Regions from separate parts of the Mus musculus genome. Here all the other regions are linked to region 2. Evidence: chromatin contacts called from public promoter capture Hi-C data. All regions are on one chromosome and are shown on one strand. The core of a region is the stretch at or near the end of the contact, and the rest is flanking DNA. Distances in the headings are between cores, read along the strand shown. Region 1 holds the start of Cdkn3 (cyclin-dependent kinase inhibitor 3). Region 2 holds the start of Gch1 (GTP cyclohydrolase 1). Region 3 holds the start of Fbxo34 (F-box protein 34). Region 4 holds the start of Atg14 (autophagy related 14).

The links. Promoter capture Hi-C pulls out the DNA fragments that hold promoters and counts their contacts. Capture Hi-C pulls out chosen DNA fragments and counts their contacts.
Region 1: a contact with region 2 is called in a promoter capture Hi-C map of pre-B cells, with 3 times the contacts expected there. The contact joins the promoter of Cdkn3 here to the promoter of Gch1 in region 2. A contact is called at or near these places in 13 of 39 promoter capture datasets (the 3T3-L1 cell line, the C10 cell line, cranial neural crest and 8 more), 1 of 484 Hi-C or Micro-C datasets (B cells), 2 of 115 datasets of contacts at active chromatin or transcription factors (bone marrow-derived macrophages and memory CD8 T cells) and 3 of 9 other capture datasets (adipose tissue, embryonic stem cells and liver).
Region 3: a promoter capture Hi-C map of liver shows a contact between it and region 2. The contact joins the promoter of Fbxo34 here to the promoter of Gch1 in region 2. A contact is called at or near these places in 4 of 39 promoter capture datasets (liver, neutrophils and pre-B cells), 2 of 484 Hi-C or Micro-C datasets (CD4 T cells and liver), 2 of 115 datasets of contacts at active chromatin or transcription factors (effector CD8 T cells and memory CD8 T cells) and 2 of 9 other capture datasets (adipose tissue and liver).
Region 4: a promoter capture Hi-C map of adipose tissue shows a contact between it and region 2. The contact joins the promoter of Atg14 here to the promoter of Gch1 in region 2. A contact is called at or near these places in 3 of 39 promoter capture datasets (fetal liver and liver), 2 of 115 datasets of contacts at active chromatin or transcription factors (bone marrow-derived macrophages and memory CD8 T cells) and 2 of 9 other capture datasets (adipose tissue and liver).

The regions. Positions count from the first base shown.
Region 1 is chr14:46,759,176-46,762,217 of GRCm38.p6, forward strand. Cdkn3 (cyclin-dependent kinase inhibitor 3) reads left to right here and starts at 1,366. Exons shown (of 8, transcript NM_001360041.1): 1 at 1,366-1,473. The coding sequence starts at 1,465.
Region 2 is chr14:47,187,447-47,190,904 of GRCm38.p6, forward strand. It overlaps Gch1 (GTP cyclohydrolase 1), which reads right to left and starts at 1,967. Exons shown (of 6, transcript NM_008102.4): 1 at 1,506-1,967. The coding sequence starts at 1,821.
Region 3 is chr14:47,471,022-47,474,115 of GRCm38.p6, forward strand. It overlaps Fbxo34 (F-box protein 34), which reads left to right and starts at 1,540. Exons shown (of 3, transcript NM_001146086.1): 1 at 1,540-1,696.
Region 4 is chr14:47,566,692-47,569,838 of GRCm38.p6, forward strand. Atg14 (autophagy related 14) reads right to left here and starts at 1,743. Exons shown (of 10, transcript NM_172599.4): 1 at 1,495-1,743. The coding sequence starts at 1,715. It also overlaps the pseudogene Gm6616.

The sequences.
Region 1 (3,042 bases), core at 116-2,615, 430 kb before region 2:
ACTTGCTTTTTGGTCATGGTGTTTCGTTGCAGCAAGAGAAACCCTAACTAAGACATGCATTGACCTGGCTAAGCCAGGTGCTCAGATATTTAGAAAAACACTATTGTGAATATTAGGGGATGTAATTTACATTTAAGTTGGTAGACTTTGGGTAAAGCAGATTGTCTTCCAAGTTGGAAGCCTGGATATTACAAAAGCTAAGATTCTCTTAACACAAGGAGGATTCTTTAGCTTATGGTTTTCACAGTTAATTTACAGCACAGACTCTTCCTGGCCCCCACAACACTCTGCCTTTGAACTTGAACTTTGATCTGATCTTCTGAGTCAACAGCCACTAACCTCTCACTAGATTTTGAACTCACCAGCATTCCGAAGTCATTTCTTTTACACACACACACACACACACACACACACACACACACACACACACACAACTTCTATTTCTCCGAAGGATCGTGACTAATGCTATTTCTAAGTCAAATCGTGCTGTCTTCTTTCCCTAACTACTAGCCCTGTGCCCACTGACTTTGACATAAGGGTAAAAGAGGAAACTTCTGCTTTTCTCAAATTCCATGATACTATTGCTCCAGGTGACTTTCTTTCCCAAAGCCAGCTAAATGAAGACTGAAAATGGAAGGTGGGGGGGGGGGGGCAGGGGAGTTAATGGAGAGAAGATTCACCAATAAAGAGCGTGTCCTCTCAGAGAGGACCCTAGTTCAGTTCCTTGCGCCCATGTAGCAGGCTCAGAACAGTCTTATATTGGCGCTGATTAAGCCTGACAAGGTCGACCCCACCCCCAACCCCCATATCATTTTATCTCCTTTTCATACAATATTAGCACATTCCTACTTGGTGAACAGGAAGACTGATCTACACATTAACTTATGTACATCCTGGAACATCCAGAACATACAGAACATCCAATGTCAAGTATGCCTATGCTCTTTATTTAGTATTCTCCAAAGTATCTACATGACTAGATATGACAGCAATGTCAGTTTTCCCAGGGACACCTCCTATGCAAGGCTCTCCTCCACCAATTACCACGCCCTGAAAGTTAAAACAATTTAAAAGAAAATGCTCCCTATCCTGGTATCATTCAGAAATTAAGTCCAGAAAGTCTCCAAAGCGCTGGACTTGTGAGGAACCACTTCGCCTCGCTCCGCCTCTCGCCACGTCCACGCCCTCAACTGGCGGAGGGGCGGAGCCCTCCAAGCCAATCCCCTTTCTTCCGGGCCCTCCTTCCGCGCGTCTTTCAAAGACTTCCTCTGAACCAATGAGTAGTCAGAGGCTGAGCAAGGCCCCGGAGTAAGAAACAGAGCGAGGATATGATTGGTTTCTGGAACGCCCCGCGCCACCTCCTACGTGGGCGGACCAATGGACTGACGGGGGCGGGCTCTTCGCGGGCGGTGTCCTAAAGGCTGCGAGGGCGGCGGCACTGGTTACGGCGAGTGGCGACCCGCGATGAAGCCGGTGAGTGGGGCTGTCCGGGACCCGAAGGATCCTCGCCACGGGGCCAGACGCTGGACCGCCTCGGCTGCGTTGCTGGGCGGCCAGCGGTGCGATTCGCACAGTAACCGCCCTGCGCGTCGGGGAGGCTGAGTGGCAGATCTGTGGCACTGCGGTTCGCTGCCCACCTGAGGGGCCTCACGACGACCCTGCCAGAGAGGGCCAAGCCATTCAGCTTGACAGCTCAGATGCAGAGGCTGTCACGGCCGGGGTTGTGGGTGGCTTGATGCCTCAGATGCAGAGGCTGTAACGACCCCGTTTGTGAGTGACATCACGATAGCCACCCTCCCTCAGAAAGCTCAGGGCACTGCGTCTTGTTTCCTGCAGGTCAGAATCCCTGGGCCTGAGGAAGGCAGGGACGTCTAAGCCTGTTAGCATTTATCCACAGCAGGCTGAGAGGGGTGGAGTGAAAAGTCACACAAGCTTAAAATCTGGTTTTATAGGAGAAAGAAAAGGGGTCTTAGCCATGACTTGGAAGCCCCACCTGACATATCGTTTCTACCTCATAGCTGACACTCCACTTAAAGGCTTCATTTGGGTTCCGTTGTGTTTTATACCAAAGAGCAATCCAAAGAAACCGCAATCTATAATTTCAGCCAGTTATCACCTGTTCCTCCAGCAAGACCTTTCTAGAAGAGCTTGAAAGCCAAGCAGTCAGGTGGTTACTCTTGCAAGTCTTGTGTCCACTGTGTCAGCTGCCTACCGACTGCATTGTTGCCAGAGGAAGAGTGAGCTATCTGACCTCTGGTATAGAGGAACTGAACACACGTAGAGCTCGCTATTTCCTCCTCTCTTGAGATCTACCTCCTCTGGCAAGCACAAGTGAGTCCTCTGTAGTCCACTGCTGCCTGGGAAGGGGTAGATCTGGATGGATGTGGGAATCACACAGCCGCAGTCTACTTTCTCCTTTTGACATTCTTTAAAACTAATATTTTTGTATACACGTGTTGTTCAAATGTCTGATCTCAGATGGTTCCAATTAGGGAGTGGAAAGGGTTTTTTGTTTGTTTGTTTGTTTGTTTTTGTTTTTGTTTTAGAAAGGGGATGAGCAGTGTCCACTGGCTTTGTCTCTTCTGGGTCATCTCTACTGAATACACAATCCTCCACCCTTCCACCCATATTGTGTTTTCTTTTGAGCCAGCCTGGCCATGTATACCACTGCTCTAGAACTTGTGCCTCAGTCTCCCCAATGCTGACATCAAAGCTTTGCACCATCATACCTGCCTTAGCTCTTGAATTTTCACACTGACTGCTTTAACTTCCTAGTCTACCTACAAACCTGCAGGTTCTTCCTTCAGAGCTTAGCTCAATGGTCTCTAAGAAACCCTTCCCTGTTCCCTAAATGCTCAGTCATTCCTTCCACTCTACAGCACATGGTTTCTGCTAGTTTAACACCTTTGCCATCCTGTAACCTTGCACACCGCTGTCTCTCTAGCTGTGTTGAAGGTAGACAGCATATCACAGGGTCTTCAGGTCTTCAGAGCACAAACATCAGAGGGTCTAAGGAATGTCTGAGATGGAATGGGCAAATGG
Region 2 (3,458 bases), core at 717-3,216:
CTGAGTAAGCCTGTGACAATCATTCTCAAAGCAGGCTAGAAGCTCCTCTCCCTGGGAGTAATGAGATGGGCAGGAGGGAGGGGCTCAGCTGAAGGATGCCAGTGAGGACCACCTTTTACGTCTAAAAGAGGCAGAGTGAACAAGGCTCTGTCAAGACACTCCTCCTGGTTACACCCTGGACAGTCAAACACACTAACACTCCCAGATATTGAACTCTCAGAAAAAAAATCTCAGTGACTATTTGTTCTTCAGTTTTTGCATTTTCAAACTCTGCTTTTGAGATCCAAACTTTCATCATCAAATAAGTGTAAAATGGTGAAACTCAGACTCAGAACTAGATCTGGGCCCACTTCCTCGAATTATTAGGAAGTAGTTTCGTTTCCTTTGGGGCCCCACCCTTCTCAGGCTCTGATCTCCCACCCTTCCTTTGAGGTCGAGGAAGGTTTGGCAGAAATAATTGTTCTTTCTAGGACGGGTCCCCATGCTCTCAATGCCTTCAGGAACAGACAGGATTACTACCTTTCAAAGCAGTGTGGTTTGTTTTTGGTTTTTTGTTTTTTCCGTGTGTAATGGTGGAGGCAAAGACACACGTCACAGAGATGCCCAGATGTAAACTGGAAATGAGGCCTTTGAACTCAGCCAAAGGAACCAGAGCTTCTTTTTTATAAAGGCCAACACTGCTTAACCAAATAGGCAGCAAGGCCCTGCTTTCCACTTCCTCTTCACCCTGCCTCTGTACCCACAGCAACTGCCTCGTCACTGGCTGGGAAAGACTTGATGCCAGCAGGCTCAGACTGTGGATTTTAGGCGGCGGGGGTGGAGGTGGGTGGCTAGGAGGGCAAAAGCACGGAATCCCAGGTCCAGTGAACTTCAACCATCAGAGTATCAGCGCGGGGGTGGGGTGGAGTGTCCCTTTATTCTTTGAGGGAGCAAACATTAAAGACTTTCAGCAATAATGCTAGCTCAAGAAAAGTCCACACCTCAAACTGCTAGGAAGTCCGAATCCAGAATTGTGCCAAATTTTGGTGTAAAGTCCTAAGCTAGAGTAGTTGGATGCAAATTCCAGTTCTCTGAAGTTCCCTACCCCATTACAAGTACCTAACTTTACTTGGCTCACGGGGTGTAACGGAAACCTGGCTTCACCCAAAAGCAAGACGCGTCCCATCAACAAGTGTCCACGGGATCCTTGCGGGGGGGGGGGGGAACGGTGGATGCTGCACGTGCCTAATCGCGTTCTGAGCGCTGGGGTAAGAGGGTCTCACATCCCTTCCCGCCCCGGAGTTCAGTGTAGTGGCTATGCATTCACCCTCCCCAGAGCCCTGAGTGCCAGCCAGGAGGGACCCTCGCCTCCGCCAGGTGGAGGCTCTGGGGCCACAGCTGGGACCGGGACCTGACAACTTGGCTCCCTGCGCCAAAAGTGAAGCAACTCGGGAAAGTTCCCGGAGCTGCCCACGCTTCCTGAAGCCGCCTCCTGGCGCCCAGCACACCCCGGCGCACGCACGGACCTGAGATGGTCTCCTGGTATCCCTTGGTGAAGTACTGCATGGCGGTGGCCGCCCTCCAGGGCGTCTTGAGCAGCCCCTGCCGCTGGGGGTCCTCGCCCAGCGAGAGCAGAATGGACGAGTAAGCGGCCGCCAGTTTGGGGAGGTTCACCTGGTTTTCCTCCTCGCTGCGGTGCCGCCCTGCCTTCCAGGCGTCGGCCGGCTGTGCGCCCTTGGCCTCGGGCGGCCGGGACTTCTCGGCAGGCGGGCTGGCCCCGGGCCGCGGCAGCTCCCGCTCGGAGAACCCATTGGTGCACCTGACTCCCCGCGGCTTCTCCATGGACCCGGCGCGACCGCTCCCGAGACACCCTAGGGTGCTAACAAGCGCTGCGGCTCAGCTTAGCCGGCGGCCGTAACCTGTGGCCGTCACCCGGACTGGGGCTCAGCACCTAGGGACACTCTCGGAGTCTAGGGCAGTCGCCGGCTGGGGAGCCCCGCCGCGCCTCTCTTTTTATGGCAGGGCGACTCGGCCGGCGCCGCGAGATATTTTCATTGGCCGGAGCCTCTTGCGTCATGGATCTCTCCCCGCCCCTGAGCCCCGCCCTCCTGGGTGGCCCCTAAACCCCCGCAGTTACACAAGACAAGCTTCTGGTTAGACCCCCTCGACTTATAAAAGGAAGAACTGAGTCTACAAAAAGCCAAGAATCCGGGGAGCTGGAACCTCCGAGATAGAAACACCGATTCTCCCTCACTTTCCACCGGAAAAGGGGGCGTGTTCGCAAAAATGCTGTGGTCTAGTTGCCCTGAGAAAGATGAGCTAACTAACAGGTGACCTTGCTGGGGCAGGCAGGGTGGAGCAAATATTCTGGTGATAAGCAACCTTGTGCTCTTTTTTAAATATTTTTTTTCTTTTTAGCTTTTTTTTTTCCGAGATTACAATAATTTCCTGTCTGTTTTCCCTTTCTTCCTTCCAAACCTTCCCAAATACCTTCACCCCGCCCCCCCCCACACCTTGTTCTCTTTTACATTCAGTCTCTTTTTTTAACAGTTCTTATGTATGTATGTATGTGTGTTTCTAAATATATAAATACAACTTGCTCAGTCTGGTTAATGTCTCTTGTGTGTATACATTTTCGGGGCTAATCTGGTATTGGTGTTCTCTGTCCTAGGGAAGATTACCTCAGTCTAAGCATTCCTCGGTCACCTGTGGCTCTTTGTCTAGGGTGAGGGCTCACGAGTCGTTGTCCCACACACCCTCACCCCCATCCTTGTTTATACTTCTACTGGAGTCATTCTTTTTTTTGTTTTTTTTTTTTTTGTTTTTTTTTTTTGTTTTTTCGAGACAGGGTTTCTCTGTATAGCCCTGGCTGTCCTGGAGCTCACTTTGTAGACCAGGTTGGCCTCGAACTCAGAAATCCACCTGCCTCTGCCTCCCAAGTGCTGGGTGTCATTCTTTTGTTGTGCTTTGTTTTACTTTTTGAGACCAAGTCTCACAGTGCAGCTCTGTCTGGCCTGGAGTTCTCTATGTCGACCACCAGGAAGGCCTTTAATTCAAATGATCTGCCTGCCTCACACTTCCAAACGGTGGGATTAAAAGCATGAGCCCTGCCTCTCTCCTGCTTTAAAGACTGGAGAAGTTGTGACTTGAAAATTGTTCAGTCGTTTAAAATGTATACAACACACACACCTGCCACTCTAGAAAACCCTCTGGCCTCTCTCAAGGCATGAGTTATGGTGCATGGCACTCACCGGAGTCCCCTATGCCTAGGGAGATAATAATATTTGTGAGCTGCCAGATCGCTGCTCTGCTGTTTTAACCTGCTCTGACCTTATCTTTCACAATGACTAGGGGAAGCTTGTTTTCTTTCATTACCCTGAATTTGGTGATCAGCAAGAGGACTAGGGCAGCTAGCTACACCCTCTAGCCGGACAGTGTGTACTCTGCCAAGAACTGGTCCTTGGCAAACCAACCACTGA
Region 3 (3,094 bases), core at 290-2,789, 280 kb after region 2:
TGTGTGTGTGTGTATGTATGTGTGTGTGTGTGTGTATGTATGTGTGTATGTGTGTGTGTATTTGTGTGTGTGTGTGTATGTGTATGTGTGTGTGGTGTGTGTGTGTGTGTGTGTGTGTGTGTCTGTATGGGTGGTATTCACATACTCCGGCCCACATGTAGAGGACATCTTTTCATCCTACCAGGTGGGTCGTAGGGATTGAACTCAGGGTGTCAGGTTTAGTGTCAGTACCTTCATCTGCTGCAGCATCTCACTGGTCCTATTTCTACATTTTGATTCTTTAAGACTTCACACACACGTTTCACAAGAGGTTTTTTATTTTCTGATGTGAGGCTGTTTAAAAAATTTTGTGTGTATAGCTATTTTGCCTGCACATGTGTGCACCAGATGTGTGTCTTGGATCCCCTGGGACTGAAGTAACAGATAATTGTGAGCCACCACGAGAGTGCTGAGAATTGAACCTGGGTACTTTAGAAGAGCAGCTAGTGCTCTTAAGTGCTGAGTCTTCTTGTTGTTGTTGTTTTTTTTTTTTTTTCTTTCACTGATAAGTTTACAAGGCTCTTGTAGATTAGCAGTTTAACTTTAAAGTTTATGTACTTTCTGGTAGGTACTTCTGCCATAATTTTATGGAAAATATATTCTTTTGTAAAAATTTTTTTTATGTGTATAGTGTTTTGTCTCCGTGCATGCAGTGTTTGTGGAGGCCAGAAAAAGACGTCTGATTCCATGAGGCTGCAGTTACAGACAAGTTTCGAACCACCTTGTGGTGTGCTGGGAATTGAATTCCCCTGGAAGAGCAGCCAGTGTTCTTAACAGAGAGGACCCGCGCCCTGCTCCCGCTGATCCCAAATTTGCTTTGCCATTGAGGGTGACCATGAACCTGTGGCGCACCTGACATCACCTCCCAAACTCTGGGATTACAGATATGAAGCAACATGCCCAGTGTGTAGGACATCAGGATCAAACCCAGGGCCATGGGCTTGCTAAATAGCTCATTTTAAAAATTTGAAATAGATGAGCCGGGTGTGGTGGCACACGCCTTTAATCCCAGCGCTCGGGAGGCAGAGGCAGGCGGATTTCTGAGTTCGAGACCAGCTTGGTCTACAAAGTGAGTTCCAGGACAGCCAGGGCTATACAGAGAAACTCTGTCTCCTAAATAAATAAATAAATAAATAAATAAATAAAATAAAATAAATAAAAATAAAAATTGAAATAGAACCATACGCTAGTGGTAGAACCAAGATTAGAACCCAGACATGTTGGATATCTAACAGGGTCAAACGTATTAAGGCTTCTGGAGCACCTGGGAGTGTTAATGAACTTGTCACTCTAACTGTGCTCTAGGGTTAGGGTCCTTGTTGTGCAGTGACACTCAAACTCCCCAATCTCCCGCCACACCAGGCTTGTAGGCGCTTGTCCTGGCAGCTCCCATCTCTCCCCACAGCGCTCGCGGCCGCCCGCAGGGGGCGCTGGCGCACGCAGGCTTTGCGGCCCCGCCCCCGGGCAACCGTCGATTGGGCCGGCGCGTGATGTCACGCCGGTTTAGCCAACAAATGGGTTTCGGGGCGAGCGTTGGGCTCCGCCGCTCAGCGCTGAGCTCCTGGTCCGCCTCAGTGTCGGGGAGCGAGTCAGGCCTGCCGCCGCCGCATCGGGCTGCCGCAGCCCCGGGCCAGGCCCTGGCCCGGCAGAAGCACAGGTGGGCCGGGCGAGGGCGCGGGGCTGCGGGGCGCGGGGCAGGTGGACACCGTGGCGGCTCCCGCTGCTCCCCGCGGCAGGGCCGAACGTTGGGGGCGGGGACCGCGGCTCGCCGTGCTCGGGGTGCCGCCGCCGCAGCGTCCTCCAGAGAGCCGTCCTCGCGGCCTGGCCCCGAGGTCGTGCGCCCGGCTGCTCCCTGGGCCCGGAGTCCGGCGACCCAAGCTAGGCCGCCGCGGGTGGGCTGCGTGCGGGGCGCGGGGCTCCGGGTGTCCCCGTGCAGGTGAGCGGCGCGTCTCCTCCACCCTCCCCGGGGGGCCCTGGCGTGCGAGCCTGCGGTGGTGAGGTCACAGTGCCGAGGCTCGGCGTGCGGGTGATGTCAGGGCTCTACCGAGACAGACCGTGATGTCACTGCAGGCCCCGAGTGGCGACCTTGGCGCGCGGAAGGGCTGGGAGGACCCGCGGGGAGAAAAAGGAAGTTCGGTCCTAGCAGATTTGAACCAAAATCTTGGGATCTCGGCTTCGTACAGTTTGGATGTAATAATTGTCAGGTGCTTAAACTTCATTTCGGAGAGCATCGGTAGTAGTACAGTTTAAGGACATTCGGTTTAGATATGAGGGATCTTGGGGGTTGGGCGTGGAAGGGGTATTAGGGTGTTCACTGTGCCTTCAGGAAGCTAAACTCAGTTTGATGGTTTGATGTAGCAGTTGCTGGGAAAGGGTGCGCGGGGGCTGAACCAACTGGAGGGCTGATAATTTAGTTGGCTTTATCTTTTTTTTTTTTTTTTTTGCCAGTGATCTGCTTGTTAGCGAATGACCAAGGCAAGCAGATCTTGAATGAACTTTGTCTTGCAAAGAAGGGGAGCTTGAATCAATCCAACATTTTTCTTAAATAATAATCCCCCGATGATGTAATTTATCCTGGTGTTTCTTGCCCCCCCCTCCCCCGTTTTATCAGGGACATTTGTTTTTTTCTGTGATTATAGCTCAGCAATAAGCCTCTGCTTTGCAGCCCACCCCCACCCCAAGACTAGGCTGTAACGTAATATAACACATCTGAGGACTACCTTTGGGGTCAGGCGACTTACATTTTGTCAGTAGTGCTTCCGAATGTGAAATGATAAATTTTAGCAGGTGATTTTGTGAATGTTGATTTTTCTCAGGCTTTGAAAAGATAGTAGACCTGCATAGAAGCACTGGCGCACTGGCGGTCAAGCACACATCTCTTGACTGCCCGTAGTGACACGAGGGCCCAGAAGCAGTTACATAGGACACTTCATACTAAGAGGGATGGAGGGGAAGAGTGGAACACAGTAGGCTGGCCATGCTGTCAATGAGAAGAGAGATGGCTAGCGCATGCCGGGAGCAGCCAGGTGAACTTTGGATCAGGAGATTAGTGTAG
Region 4 (3,147 bases), core at 493-2,992, 380 kb after region 2:
CCAAAAAAAAGTGGCAGTCTTCAGCATCTAGATGGTATTGAAATTACAAGAGTAAAAATAGGAAAATGTGGGCTGGAGAGATGGCTCAGCAGTTAAGAGCACTGACTGCTATACCGAAGGTCCTGAGTTCAATTCCCAGCAACCACATGGTGGCTCACAACCATCCATAATGAGATCTGGCACCCTCTTCTGGTGTGTCTGAAGACAGCAACAGTGTACTCATATACATAAAATAAATAAATCTTAAAAATAGGAAAATGTAGAAGCTAAATATTTCATAAGACTCAACAATGAGACATTCCTATCTCCTACTTGTTTTTCTTAAAACAAAACTGGTTTAACTTTTAGAGCTATAACGTACTAAAATCATCATGTGGATCCATAAAACAGCAATGAACTTAAAAAGATGCTGTTACACCAGTATTTTCAGAAGAAAAAGAAATGAGCCCCATTCACAGGAATAATGGGGATTAAAACACCCCCAAAATTTACATGTTACATAGCCTTGCAGTTAAATGCACCCGTATATGGATCCAGGATGTCTGGGTTTTAACTGTTTGGGGCCTTGGAACAAGGCATTTACTACGTACAAGTCTCCTCAAGTAATCGGCTGGCAATAACTTGCATGGGTTGTTGTAAAAAAATAAATGCTTCAAATTTAGGACTAAAAAATTGTTTTATCTGGACATAATAGCACACACACTTTTCCCAGCGCTCAGGAAGCAGAGGCAGAAGGATCTCTCCGAGTTCCAGGCAAGTCTTATTTATATAGTGAGTTCCAGGCCACCCAGAGAGAGCTACATAGTGAGACACTGTCTCAAACAAACATACTAAAAAGTTACCTATTTCGTTATTGTTGAAACAAACGTTAGGAGTAAAAGATTCTTCAGCTAAGCATTCAGTTTTCTAATATCTTAATTCAAAAGAAAGACAAAATATTTCCTTAAACGCAGTTCTTTTAACTAAGGACTTGCAACTCAAAAACACAGTCCAGTATCCCCAGTGACAAAATCAACTTTGGGATTACAGAAGGAAGTAACCTAGTCCTGGTCCTCGTTCACAAAGAGCTGTATCCACCTGTGACACAGACAACCAAGGTTCAAGCCCTCCTAACCAATTTAGTTCTCTGCGGATTCCTTCTGTAAAATGTATTTATGTCTGAAGACGGGAAAAGGTAAAACTACGCTTCTGAATGGGAGAACTAAGACTCCTCTACACAGACTTCTCCAGAAGGACTGTATTTCCTTTCCCCAAGTACCCAAGAGGACCCTAGAGAAACTCTGGTGGGTGGTGGGGAACAGCAACCTACGTTCACCTAGCACCCACCCCCACCCTGCCACTGGCAACAAAGCGCCAGCGCAAAGCAGCTCCATTCTCTTTTCCACACTCGCAGGGCTCCTGGGCCCGGCCTAGGGTGTCCAGCCTCCAGCCTCTGGTGGCTGGGCCAGAGGAATCAGAGAAGCAGAAACAATAGGGCCGTGGCGGCCGCCGTACCTCTCCCGGTCGCGGCCGTCGAAATAGACGAAATCACCGCTCTGGACGCACTTGGCGCAAGTCAACCGCCGGCGAGTGGTGTTGCACAGAGGACACCGCTCAACAGCCACGTAAAGGCCCTCGGCGTCGTCCACCGAGTCCACCAGGTCCCGTGCTAGCGCCCGCGGCCCAAAACCAGGAGCCTCGGGCGTCCAAGATCCCTTCCCACTGGGAGACGCCATGATGATCTGAGCTCAGGGCCAGTCACGTGGGATTTTGTTTTTATCCAGGTGCATCCTGGGCTCGGAGGCGGGGCCTGAAGGCCGGGGCGGGAAAGGGGGCGGTCCAGAGGTTGGGGCTGGAGCTCAGAGGCGGAGAATCTAGGAACCAGGGATCTTCTTGTCCTACTTCCCACACTCCTTGGCGGCTGCGCAGTTCAACCCTTGGAGTGGCGCCAAACGAAGCCTCTACGTTATGCAAAATACAGTAATAAGTGCCCAAGCATTCTCAGTGAAGGTGCGGGAACAGAACAAGGGATTTCATTTCATTCATTAAGGTTACTTTTAGGTTTTGGGCTAAAACTGCAAGGAGCAAGGTTGGGAGAGAGTTGGATCTCAAACTAACTGAAGTTTGACTCACCTTCCTTCTTAAAAGCTGTGGAATTTGAAGAAAATCTTTTAACGCCTCTGCCCGACTTTGTCTTGGTTGGGGATATACTTGCTATACCTCCATAACCAGAGAGGGTTGAGCAAAAACCTCCCATAGCAGGCTAACACTCCCGACATCAGTAAAAACAAACAAACAAACAAACAAACAAACTGAAGATGTAAATCAAAGATAAATGTGGGGTTTTTTTCTTTTCTTTTCTTTTTTTTTTTTTTTTTTGAGACAGGATAGCCCTGGCTGTCCTGGAACTCACTCTGTAGACCAGGCTGACCTCGAACTCAGAAATCTGCCTGCCTCTGCCTCCCAAGTGCTGGGCGCACGCCCGGCGATAAATGTTTTTGAAATCAGCTTTTAATGGATAGTGCTTCTACGTAGCCTCCATTTCCCTCGAGTTCCAGTCCTCCTGTGGCAGCCTCGTGAGCTAACAGATTTCAAGCGTGTAATCACAGAAATCTAGCTGTAAGCACAGCCAGAAAACTGAGTTCTATTGGCTTCTGTCCTTCCCTCTCCTCTGGGTCATGTTCTAAGAGAATTTGAACTCGATAGTTAGGATTTCCTCCTAAGATTCTTCAGAAAGGATTTTCTCTTAGCGCGGGTCGCTTGCGTGTAGCAGCAGCCGCTCCGGTCACCGTCACGAGGGGCGGGCAGCGGCGGGGTCGACAGCTAGTGGGGTGCAGCGCTCGCCAGTGGTCGCGATGAGTTTACCCCTCAATCCCAAGACTTCTCTCAATGGACTGACAGGAAAGCCAGTGATGGTGAAACTTAAGTGGGGCATGGAGTACCTGGTCTCCATGGATGGCTACATGAACATGCAGCTTGCAAATACAGAAGAGTACATAGATGGGGAGCTGTCTGAACATCTAGGTGAAGTTCTAAAAAGGTGTAATAATGTCCTCTACATCAGAGGCATTGAAGAAGAAGAGGAAGATGGGGAAATGAGAGAGTAGCATCTTGGAGGATTTTATATATATTCTATACAATAAAGATTTGGGTGGTTTTTTTTTTTTT